Regions from separate parts of the Mus musculus genome. Here all the other regions are linked to region 2. Evidence: chromatin contacts called from public Hi-C, HiCAR-type and promoter capture Hi-C data. All regions are on one chromosome and are shown on one strand. Each heading gives the region's core, a stretch centred on a gene start, on an enhancer-like site or on the middle of the called end of the contact. The rest is flanking DNA. Distances are from core to core; before and after follow the strand shown.

The links. A called contact is a pair of places that touch in the nucleus more often than the background predicts. HiCAR-type assays count read pairs that join an accessible place to other places. Capture Hi-C pulls out chosen DNA fragments and counts their contacts.
Region 1: a contact with region 2 is called in a Hi-C map of CD4 T cells, with 4 times the contacts expected there. The contact joins the promoter of Saal1 here to the promoter of 2410002F23Rik in region 2.
Region 3: a contact with region 2 is called in a HiCAR-type map of astrocytes, with 2.9 times the contacts expected there. The contact joins the promoter of Ldha here to the promoter of 2410002F23Rik in region 2. A contact is called at or near these places in 1 of 484 Hi-C or Micro-C datasets (muscle stem cells), 1 of 115 datasets of contacts at active chromatin or transcription factors (astrocytes) and 1 of 9 other capture datasets (adipose tissue).
Region 4: a promoter capture Hi-C map of liver shows a contact between it and region 2, with 3 times the contacts expected there. The contact joins the promoter of Spty2d1 here to the promoter of 2410002F23Rik in region 2. A contact is called at or near these places in 1 of 115 datasets of contacts at active chromatin or transcription factors (astrocytes) and 1 of 9 other capture datasets (liver).

The regions. Positions count from the first base shown.
Region 1 is chr7:46,709,401-46,712,100 of GRCm38.p6, forward strand. It overlaps Saal1 (serum amyloid A-like 1), which reads right to left and starts at 1,251. Exons shown (of 12, transcript NM_030233.1): 1 at 1,098-1,251. The coding sequence starts at 1,232. It overlaps Saa3 (serum amyloid A 3), which reads right to left. Exons shown (of 4, transcript NM_011315.3): 4 at 2,598-2,700.
Region 2 is chr7:44,245,316-44,248,015 of GRCm38.p6, forward strand. It overlaps 2410002F23Rik (RIKEN cDNA 2410002F23 gene), which reads left to right and starts at 1,407. Exons shown (of 6, transcript NM_025880.4): 1 at 1,407-1,508.
Region 3 is chr7:46,844,380-46,847,079 of GRCm38.p6, forward strand. Ldha (lactate dehydrogenase A) reads left to right here and starts at 1,425. Exons shown (of 8, transcript NM_010699.2): 1 at 1,425-1,538.
Region 4 is chr7:47,007,011-47,009,710 of GRCm38.p6, forward strand. Spty2d1 (SPT2 chromatin protein domain containing 1) reads right to left here and starts at 1,404. Exons shown (of 6, transcript NM_175318.4): 1 at 1,065-1,404. The coding sequence starts at 1,124. It overlaps Gm32031 (predicted gene, 32031), which reads left to right and starts at 1,544. Exons shown (of 2, transcript NR_166573.1): 1 at 1,544-1,583; 2 at 1,714-1,998.

The DNA of each region.
Region 1 (2,700 bases), core at 1-2,500, 2.5 Mb after region 2:
CTGAGCCTACTTCCCGGCCCCAGCCCAAAGTTATACTCATGCCTTCTTTGTTCTAGCCTAAAATTAGATTCCTGCCAGAACCAACTTCCTTGTCATGGCCCAGTATCAAATTCCTGCCAAGGGGTTCCAAAAGCTTTCCACAGTCTTAGATAGATCTACACATTAAACACTCTTCAAGTAAATACGGTCTGTGGGCACTGCAGCAGACAAATGAAAACAACAATATAACCCTTTTGGTTCCAAACGGTTTAGGATTAATGTAGGAAAGGCATGTAACCAGGCAATCACAACAGAAAGAGGCTGACTGTGCTGAACTGGTGAAAGAACTATGGGAGAAAAAATTAGGGACCAATGACCTACTCCTGGGAGAAGACACACATTTCTCTTAAAAGAAGAAATCTAAATCTATGGGAAGGTTAGGACTGTCCTGGGGAAATGAGGCAAGCATTCGGAGGTGACTACAAGTGCTCAGAAAGTATAAGACATGCTTGGAGATGGCCAACTGTCTACTGGTGATGGAACACAATGTACCGTAAAATGGCTGAAGAAGACACAACCAACCTTGGATCCCCAGTTAGGAAATAGAAAGTGTTCTCCTATGAGCAACAAGAACAACCTTTAAAAATAATAAAAAGGAAGGGTTTTTTTTTTTTTTTGGCAATGTAGAAAATGGCTTAGAGAAAACAGAAATTGGCGGTATGGACAGCAATGGGCAGAAAAACATCTATTGGCAGCCTCATTATAATCTCAACCTATACAAAATCTTGTTTACGATAATACTGATTATCTTGTTTTAATAGAAACTATGAAAGAAATGGAGGATCTGGGTTAAGGAGTCCCGTTTCCAGCATGGGATAAGCTCGCGTCTCGGAGATCAGGGTTGTCTGACTCCAAACTATGTATTCCACTAGAACAAGAGCCGACAAAACACGAATGGTAGGGTCTCGACTTCGTACGTGACAGTGGGGTTAGGAAGTAGAAGCCCAGTAAAGTACGTGCGCGGTGTGGTTCTGGCAAGTTAGTCCATCGGCACCCGCGAGCCTCCAGCATCCCGTCCACTCCCTGGGCACGGAGGGCGCCTGCGCGAGTCTCCGCACCTGGATGAGCCCGCTGAGGACGCCGAAGAGCCAGTGCTTGCTGTAGACCGTGCTCCCGATGCGGTCTCCCCCACCCAGGTCCTCTTCATCCTCCGAACCACAGGTAGGCGGCGGAGGAGACGGGTTTCGATCCATGCCGATGCGCGCCAACAGTACCGGAAGCCGCGGAGGAGGCGAGAGGACGCGCCAGAGAGCCCAAGGCACACGGCTCAGCTCCCACACAGCGCCCCCTGCCGTCAGGCTCCCGCGAGGTCCGGGAACCTGTAGGATCCATGGGGTCTTCTTCTCCACCCAGAGCTAGGAGTGAGCACAGAACACACACACACACACACACACACACACACACACACACACACACAGTAACTGCCATGTCCAGATATGTTAGCTATTCATTAGTGCTGATTTAAACCTTACATCAACTTCAATTTTAGCACGCACTTGTGGAGTTTTAATCTTTCTTTGATTTGATTCTTTGTTTGAGTCAGGGTCAAGCTATGTAGTCCAGGCCTGCTACTCGCCATCTTATGCCTCCACTTCCAGCAGCTAGAACTATAGGCAGGTGCCACGGTGCCCAGAAACTCTTGTTTGGTTGGTTTTTGTTTTTAATTCTTTTATCTGAGATTCATCCTAGTACACTGAAGTGTGCATACATGCTCTGCAAACTTACTTTTCTCTTAAAATCTCAGGTGCAGGAAGTTGAGTTAGCTGTGTCTCGTGTTTATGGAATCTTCTGAGTTATCACCCACTCAAGCGTCCCTGCTCCTTCTCTCACAGACTCACTTTTTATAACCAGAAAGTAGCTTTATTCATTTTTATTTTCTCTCCCCCCCCCATACCCCTTTCTGTTGACCTTGAATGAAAACACAGCTCAGTTCATGCTTCTCTAGTTACTCATAGGTAATCAACAGTCTTGTGTGATTTTCAACTATAACCTTAAAGACTTAGTTTAGTTAACCATGATGACTGCAAACCACCCAGCTTGGTGTTAAAGCCTTTCTACCCCAGGGGAAATGATTGCAGAATATGTCTTTTTTTTTCTGCAATTATTTTTTACAAAATGGGAGTGGCTGGCCCTTTTGAAGGGCTGAGATTATCTGCAGAGAGGCATCTAGAGTTGATGCTTTCTCAGTGGGAAGTGATTTTGCCATCAGCCTTTGTAAGTCGTATTTTACAGTGAGTCAGAACTTACTGATTTTTCTCTCGGGGAGGGCACAGGGGACTGAAAGCTGGGGCCTCACCTGTGCTTGGCAGTCATGCTTAGCACTGGGCCATAGCCCAGAATGCATTGGTTTTTATCTAGTTTTCAACTTCATAACTGAAACCATACACAGCGCTTTCTTGCTATCTCGTGTCATATTCCAATTCCATCTCTTCTTGTCTCTTTCTTTAAAAGAAAAGAAAAAGAAAAGAAAAGCAAGTGATGTCCCCTGCTAACCCACAGGCCCTCAACCCTCAGTGTGACTGCCCTGTGCTCTCAAAACAACAGTGACAGCGACAAAGTGCATTTCACAAGTATTTATTCAGCACATTGGGATGTTTAGGGATCCAGATTTTAGAAAATATCTCAACCCAGTAGTTGCTCCTCTTCTCGGGGGGCAGCATG
Region 2 (2,700 bases), core at 157-2,656:
GAGGGTCAAGGAGGCAGGAGCTTGAGGAGGCTGCTGGTCACACTGCATCTGCAGTCAGAGGGACATTTACACTGGTGCTCAGCTTTCTCCATTTATGCAGCCCATGGTTCCCCAATAGTGGGTGTGCCTTCCCAGGTCAACTAACCCAACTAAGATAACCTGTGCATGGTCAGCGGCTAAGCTAACCTAGATAACTCTCCACAAGGTATGCTCCAAGGCTTCTTTCCTAGGTAATACCAGATTTGGAGAAGTTGACCATATTAACCATCAATGTGGTAACGGGAGCCAAGCACAGAAGCAGACAGGGAGCTTTCTGAGCTCAAGGCCAGCCTGTTCTAGAGAGAGAGGCCTTGTCTCATCAAACTATTGACTTTCCTCTGGTGTGAGCCAGCAGCAATAATGGAAACTCGTTTACCTAAGAGAAGAATCTTTCCCTTTACTTCAGACCACTAGGTTCCCAGGCCAGTCTCCCCAGCGGAATGAGAAAGAGCCCTAATGAGCAGAGGGCCAGCTAAACAAAGAATACTCAGGTCACATTAAGGAATCTAGAGCTTGAAGAGTGTAACATAGACTATTTGGAGGGCAAAATGAAGAAAGAGAGAACTGGTATGAGGTGCAGACTTTTAAAAAAAAAATGTTCTATGACTTCTGTGGTTGAGGACCCACTTCGAGCTCATCCAAGTATTCAGAACCCTGACCCTTATCCCCCAAGACCTAGGGGTTCCAGCCCTCCGCCTCCTTCCTCAGACCCAGCAGTCCTTATCTCAGCCTCCAGATTCAAACCCAGTAGTGCAGCCCTCCAGCCTCACGCCCTCATACACAAGGGTCCAGACACCACCCACCCTCCCTCACACCCAGGGGTCCAGACCCCAACCTGCCCTCTTTCTGGCACAGGGAATTCCCCTCCTTTCCGCCCTAGCGTCCCCGCTCCGGGCCCGCACATCACAGAACCCAGCCCTCTAACTACACCACACCCATGGTTCCCTAAAAGTCTGCCAGTGTGTGCTGGTCCTGCCTCCCGCGCCGCAGCTGCGACTACTGCCGGGTGGGCCCTTTTAGCGGACCCCAGCTTCTGCAGCAAAAACGAGCTAGCCTGCCGCGCTGGCAAGTCGGGGGATTTCCGGTTCTGGCCAAACCCCCACCCCATGGGGGGCTTTCTCGTCCCGCCCTCTCCTTGGGAGCTGTCTAAGAGCTGCCTGACGGAAGTAACGGAAGAACCTTTCAGATATGTTCTTCATTCTCTTCATCCTCTTTGGGAACAACGTACCTTATCACCTGATCAGGAATGTCCTAAGGGCAACAGACGTTTATTCTTTCTGCCACCGTGAAAGCAGGATCCCCGGCTCAGGCGTAAGTGTGGGCTACCTCAGGGCGGGGCCCAAGAGCCGCTGGAGGCGGGGCCTTGCGAGCGCGATGGGTGGGGCTGACGGGCAGCGCGCGCTATAAATGGGGACACGCGGCGGTGGCGCGCGCCTGTGGCGATCGCGTGTGAGGTGAGGTCTGTCCCGGTGAGTTTTTCCACGGTGTTGGCCTCGGTACCTTCCAGTCGGTGGTGCTGCTTTGCACCCTGGGAAGCACGTGTCCCGAGGTGTCCGTGGCCTGGTCACGGGTGTACCTGTCGCGCGGACGGGCTCAAGGGCGCTGCTTGGGGCCGCGGGCGTGCTCGGGCTGGAACCAGGGTTTCTCTCGAAGGGGCGGATGCGGGTACTTTCGGGACAATGCCTTTCGCCAGGTTTGTGGAGCTTGGGATGCCGGGCCAGGCCTTCCTTTGTCTTGCCTTAGCCGGGCTACGCCATTTCTGCTGCTCACGTCGCGGGTCTTGTCCGCCATCTTCCCGGTTTTTTTTTTTTTTTTAGGCGACAGGGAGGGGGGTGTGTGACATAGAATCTTTCCTCCCAGTGACAGCCCCGTGCTACCTGCAGGTTCTCTCCGTAGGAAATCTCTACCACTGCCCCTCCCCCGTGTGGGATTTTGGCAATTTTGTGCAACCTAGAACACATGAGGGCTGGAGGAGGATGGGGTGTAGGGGCAGATACACGATACGGAGTTACCAAGGCGGAAGTGAGTGCACGTGGAGGACTGGATTGCTTCGGAGCAGCAGGTAGGAGTAGACGAGGAGGAAGGGAGCCAGGCCTTTGTTCACCTGCAAGAATACTAATACAATGGCTACAGGATGGTCTTGTAGGGCCTGATGGTACAAGCATTTTCGGTTCAGCTACTCAAGTAAATTACATATTTCTCCCAAAATATTTTAACCACACCTTTGCCTGTAAACCAATCTTTTTCTGCCTACTTACTGGTCAGTGCCATTATCACACTTGATTAAACTCTTTCCTCTTGGGAATCCTACTGTTCTCTTTGTGTTCCTTGCTAAATCATCTCCCAGACAGCTTTCACAGGGTGGTTCAAATCTCGCTGAGTAAGTCACTGGGCCTTCCATTTATTTATTTATTTATTTATATAAATATATATATGTATATAAGCCTATATTATATATATAAAATCTCAGCAGGGTTTTGCTTGTTTGCATTTTGCTCTGTAGAACCCCCATAGTTCTCCCACCAGGCTCCTCAGAAGGATGTGTGTCTTTGCAGGTTGTGTTTTTCAAGGTTACGAACCAAGACAGAACATCATGTCCATAGGGAATCTCTATGGACCTACTGGACTGGGGAACTTGGAGCCTCTAGTGGATTTTGTGTT
Region 3 (2,700 bases), core at 175-2,674, 2.6 Mb after region 2:
TACATTCTGCTTAGAGCACTGTATTCCACAGGTTAATAGTTCAGTCCCATGGGACTGCCCCCAATCTAAGACCATAAGCACAAGTAGTTACTACATCTCCACCTGTGCTTCCCCCTCACCACTCTACACTGAGGTATCCACAAGGCTCTCCTCTTCCTCTTGCTTGCTACTTGCTCTGGTGTCTCTTAGAACTCACCTTCACTTTTTTCTTTTAAAAAGTTAAATTTCATTTCTCTTGTTCTGACTTTTTTAAAAAAATAATTTTAACTATATATAGGGGGAGAGAGACTCTATGAAGGTCAAGAGGGTATTGGAACCTCTGGATCTGGAGTTACAAGCTTTTGTGATATTAATGGCAGAGCCATCTCTCCAGGTCCAACTGTTTGACTTTTTAATTTTTTTAAATTTGCGCTCTGCTGAGGGACTCAGGCCTTGGTGTATGCAAGACAAGTGTCCCTGTCCTGGCCACACTCCTAGCCTGTTGTTTGTTATAAAAGAGATCACAAGGGATACAGACAAGCGAAAATAAGGGGGGGCTGTGAGCTTCATTCCCTCTCACATGATCCCTGCATATCCAGCACCCTGCAACCAGCTTGTTCAAATCTTGCTCAAGACTGTAATAGACCTTAATCTGCAGTGAACACATCCCTTCCGGGGAGATGGGTGAGCAGGGTTGAAAGTCACAGTTCTTCCCATCACTAAGGAAATCAAAGCAGTTGCAAACTCCATTTCACATCCTATCAGTGGTGGAGTACCTTAAGATTCACATACGGTTGATCGGGAGCTGGGAGAGGAACAGGAACTGGCCTCACAGCTTAATGAGACCTCTAGAAAGACGTTTAAAGGCAGAGGGGGTGTGTGAAAACAAGCAAGGGCCCTGATACTCCTTGGTAAGGCTAAACACAAATGCCTGCGGGATGGCATGGGAGAGGGCAGATATGGATGTAAGCTGGCAAGCCATCAGAAGCTGAGCCGCACCCCCCTCCCCCCATGGTTTGGGAGATGGAAGTGGGGCAGGAGAAAGGCCCATCTGATAGGCTGCTATGGCGGATAGACCGGCACGGTGCTGGCATGTGCTTTCACACAATATTTACTGAAGGCCTGTTGCTTGCCAGGAGTTGTTCCCGGCGCCGGGAACAGCAATGAAGAAAGTGACCAGGGTTTTTTCTGAGTCTCACAAGTTTTCCGGTGAAGGAGGCGGAGGATCGATGCATTTCGGGCTCCTGCTTCTGAGGCTGAGGAGCATGTCGGGTTGGCCTTTCTTTGGGGTGTCGCAGCACACGTGGAGCCACTCTTGCAGGGACATCGTGCTGCGCGCGCCGCCCCGGTCTCGGTGGCGCCTAGCCCGGCTGGACGCCCGCCCCCGGCCCAGCCTACACGTGGGTTCCCGCACGTCCGCTGGGCTCCCACTCTGACGTCAGCGCGGAGCTTCCATTTAAGGCCCCGCCCGCGTGCTGCTCTGCGTGCTGGAGCCACTGTCGCCGAGCTCGGGCCACGCTGCTTCTCCTCGCCAGTCGCCCCCCCATCGTGCACTAGCGGTACGGTTGGGCCCCACGCTGCCGGCACAGGGGGTCCCTATCCGGGGTGGAGGTGCAGGGTGTTCAGATTTGGGCACGCGTGGGCTACTGTGCTTTGGGGAACTGAGCAGGCGGCCCCACCCAGCCTGGGGCGGCGAGACCCGTGTAAAGAGGACTAAGGGGTGGCTGGCCTGAAGGTTGGGAGCCACCGAACGGGGGCGAGGGAGCGGTGCGAAACTTGAGCTCCCGTAACTCGAGCCCATGGGGGCCGAAAAAGCCTTGGCACGTCCGGGGCGGGTGCTTCGGAGCAGCCGTGCGGTTTGCATTTTCCTTTGCGTGGGCTCGGTGGAGTGGTTGTTTCCTGCAGATTATAGGGCGCTCTTGCCCTAAACGCATTTTGTTAAGAGGCTCGCTCCTGGTGTGACTGGGGATCGTGCTAAGCGCGCTGCGTGCGGAGAGGAAGCGGGAAGAGTCGCAGTCCTTCCTCTGCACCCTAGACGGAAGGAGGAAACCTGTAGCTGAGAGGCCTGCGACACCCATCGGGTCGTAGGTGGGAAGTAGAGGCACCCTGTCCTAATAGAGCACAGACTTGAGGTTTGCGTGAAGTAGATTCTCTGAGGGAAGAGCCCCACGCCCTGCCCCCAGTCAGCAGAGACCTCACAAGGCTGTCTAGAAATAGCAGCGGTTGTAAGGAGACCGGATTCCTGCTTGATGGCCCTAGGCTGCTTGCCCAGAGATCTTGTCCAGTCCTTTTGCACTTTGGAACGATTTCAAAAATAGACATGGTGCTTGCTGGGAAAGGTGGCCATCGCGGGGGTGGGAGTGGGCTCCAGGCCTCAGGCCCTCCGCAATTGTATCCCCATTTTGGAACTGAAGAAATTTCCCTTAGCGGCCACATCCTGGGTAATGAGGCCCCGCCCTGGTGGGTGAAGGCCCTAATCCTGTTAGTGGCATTTGAGATCTCACTCTGGCACCAGGCTAAGGTGGCTGCCAGCTCCACTTCACCGCGCTTGTGCTTTGGGCTCTAGTAAGGGCCAAACTTTGACGCCGAACTGCCTGCCAGAGGTCTCATCCATGGCCAGCAGTCGCTAGACCTATATATATGACACCTGATTCTGAAATTGCGCACGCGCACTGCCTTCCCCCGCCTGCCAGTCTTCTGGATCTGGGCTGGTCATACAAC
Region 4 (2,700 bases), core at 154-2,653, 2.8 Mb after region 2:
TTAGGTAGATATACTCAAGGGTTAAAAAATAGGCTGGATTTGACAGGAAGTGACAAGATAGGAAAAAATACTGCAACATACAAAATTAGGAAATGCAGAATCCAAGTGAGATCGCAAATTCCAACTGATTGACTCTAGAAGGTTCTTTTAAGTTGGACACTTCACAGATTAAATCTCGGGTATCACATTGCGATATATCGGTTTACAGCTGTTCTGTGGGTACCTTCTGGTGATCCAGAAATGAGTAGTTTATGCAAAACAGCTATAACCCCAGAAAGCAGATGTGGGACCACTTCAGTATTTACCTCTGAAAATACTATCAAACTCACACATTTACTGAGCAAACGGAACCTAAAAATCTGGAAGCCCACTAGGAAATGAAAGCTGAAAAAGGCTTTGCCCAATCCGTTCGCACAGGGAACCGATAGATCCAAGGGACATACGGCAAATAAAAGGTCTACCAGCACACCCGCAGCCCACATGATCACCTCACAGTTGGCTATGGATTTCCTGCAAAGCCCTGAACTCTTTCCAACAGAAGATACCTCCTTGGCAGGTGATACCATCTTTGGTTCAGTGGGTGGGGCCACGAACCGGAGAACGCTTTCAAGAAATCACAAAACGTTCACCTGGAAATCCGTATTCGACCCGCTAAAAGACCCAAAGGCTATCAGGACAAGTCCTTAAAGTTCTTAAAAGTCCCCGAGTTTCCTGACTATACTGGTCCTCAATTTAGGGGCTGAAGTTTATTCGACGCCAGGCGCTACTAATGCTACACAGTATTCAGTCAGGCGCGGCTTATCCCCCCCGACTTTGCGCAACTCTTAAAAACACCGAAAGCCGCAAAGCCTACTTTTCAGGGCACAGGAGCTGGCGAAAGCGACCCCAAGAAAGCGCTCCCTTTTCCATCCCCAGCTCCCGTGTACCCACACCTCCGCTAAAACTCCAGAAGAGGGCGTGCGTAGTTCAGGCTTTCCCGAGGCCGACAGACGCTCCCCGAGAAGTTCCACCCACCACACACGAACTTGACGCCCGGGTTTCCTACAGCAACCCCGGGGACTCACCGGTACGTGGTTGACACCTTGTCCTTTGGAAGCGATCAAGAGGATTTCCCTGAAGTCCATGTCTGGCCGAAGAGAAAAGCCCGGCTGGGCCGGGGACTCGGGACGCGGTGGATGCGAGTCTTGCCTCTCGCTGAGCCTAAGCGCTACTGACTGGCTTGCCTTGGTGGCCCTTCTCTCGCCGCCCCTCGACACCGACACTTCCGGCGCCTTCTAATGCCGTGTACCGCCCCCGCGCTGCCGCCGAATACGAAGTATGTGTGTGTATGTATACACACATACACACACACACTCACACACACACGCTCAGCGCCTCCGCAGCGCTCGCAAGTATTTGCGCAACTTCCGCTTTCGGAGATAAGACACGGAAAACGGGTACGTGGCCGTTGGCGTTGGCTCAAATGGGTGGGACTGAGGCTTTTACTAGCCAATCAGACGCAAAATGGCAGTTTAGGGGTGTGGCTAAAGGGGGCGGGGAGAGCGGTCAGCCCGAGGATCTTCGCGGCGAGAGAGGGTTTCAGTGTGAGATCCGGGGAGGGTGGGGTGGGAGGGGGGGGGGTGGAGAAGAAGAGAGACCCGACCCCCTTCTAGAGCTGGGCTCTGTAGGTGTCACGCGTGGATGTACAGATTCCAAATGACGGTATTCCAACAGCTGGTGCGACAGGTCTGGAGCAAGGGATCTCGGTTTCGTTTCGCTGGAGCCCCGAAGCTACGCATGCGCACAAGAATCCTGTCCCTGGGACGCCAGTTATCTCCTGGAGGCACCTGATGTTCTTTTAAAAACCTAGGGAAAGAGCGAAGACCTTCGTCACATGCCAAGCAGAACTTGACTCTGACGCACTGCAGAATATAGTGCATTCATTGGGAGTCTAGCCTGACTTTCTTTTGCGTTATCTTGAATTTGGTCATTTCGACTCAATAAAGTAGACGTGAATAACTAGGTATACCTGAGTCTGGGGGTGGGAATGGGCTACGGACCGGTTTGGTGTGATGGAAATACCCCTAAACTGGACTGTGGGGGTGGCTGCATTATTTACTATTTTTTGTACAGCTGAAAGGGTGAGTGTATACAATAGACCTTATTCTGTGATGATGTGAGCGCCTGTATTGGAATGGCTCCACTTCAGGCTGAGTAAAAGACCAAGATGAAGCCTGCCTTCCCCCTAGAATTTTAAATTTCCTTTCCTTTCCTTTCCTTTCCTTTCCTTTCCTTTCCTTTCCTTTCCTTTCCTTTCCTTTCCTAGACAAGGTTTGTCTGTGTAGCTCTGGCTGTACTGAAATTACTCTGTTGACTAGGCTAGCCTCACACTCACAGAGTTCCACCCGCCTCTGCTTCCCAAGTGCAAGGATTAAAGGCATGCACCATCACTGGCTGGCAGTGTAGAAATTTTTCTCTTCCTCAGCCTCAGATATCTTAAGAACCCGCCCCTAACTCAACATAATATTCCTTTTATAGATACTTTTTTTGTACTTATAGATGCTTTTTAATACATACGTATATACATTTTTGTGTGTGAGTGTTTTTGCCTGTATATTAGTAAGGGCTCCATAGAATACCAGAACTTAGTTGTGCACTACTAAACAGGGCATGTCTCTTCCATGTTAAATTAGCTCATCTGAGCTGCTGTAAATGTGTACC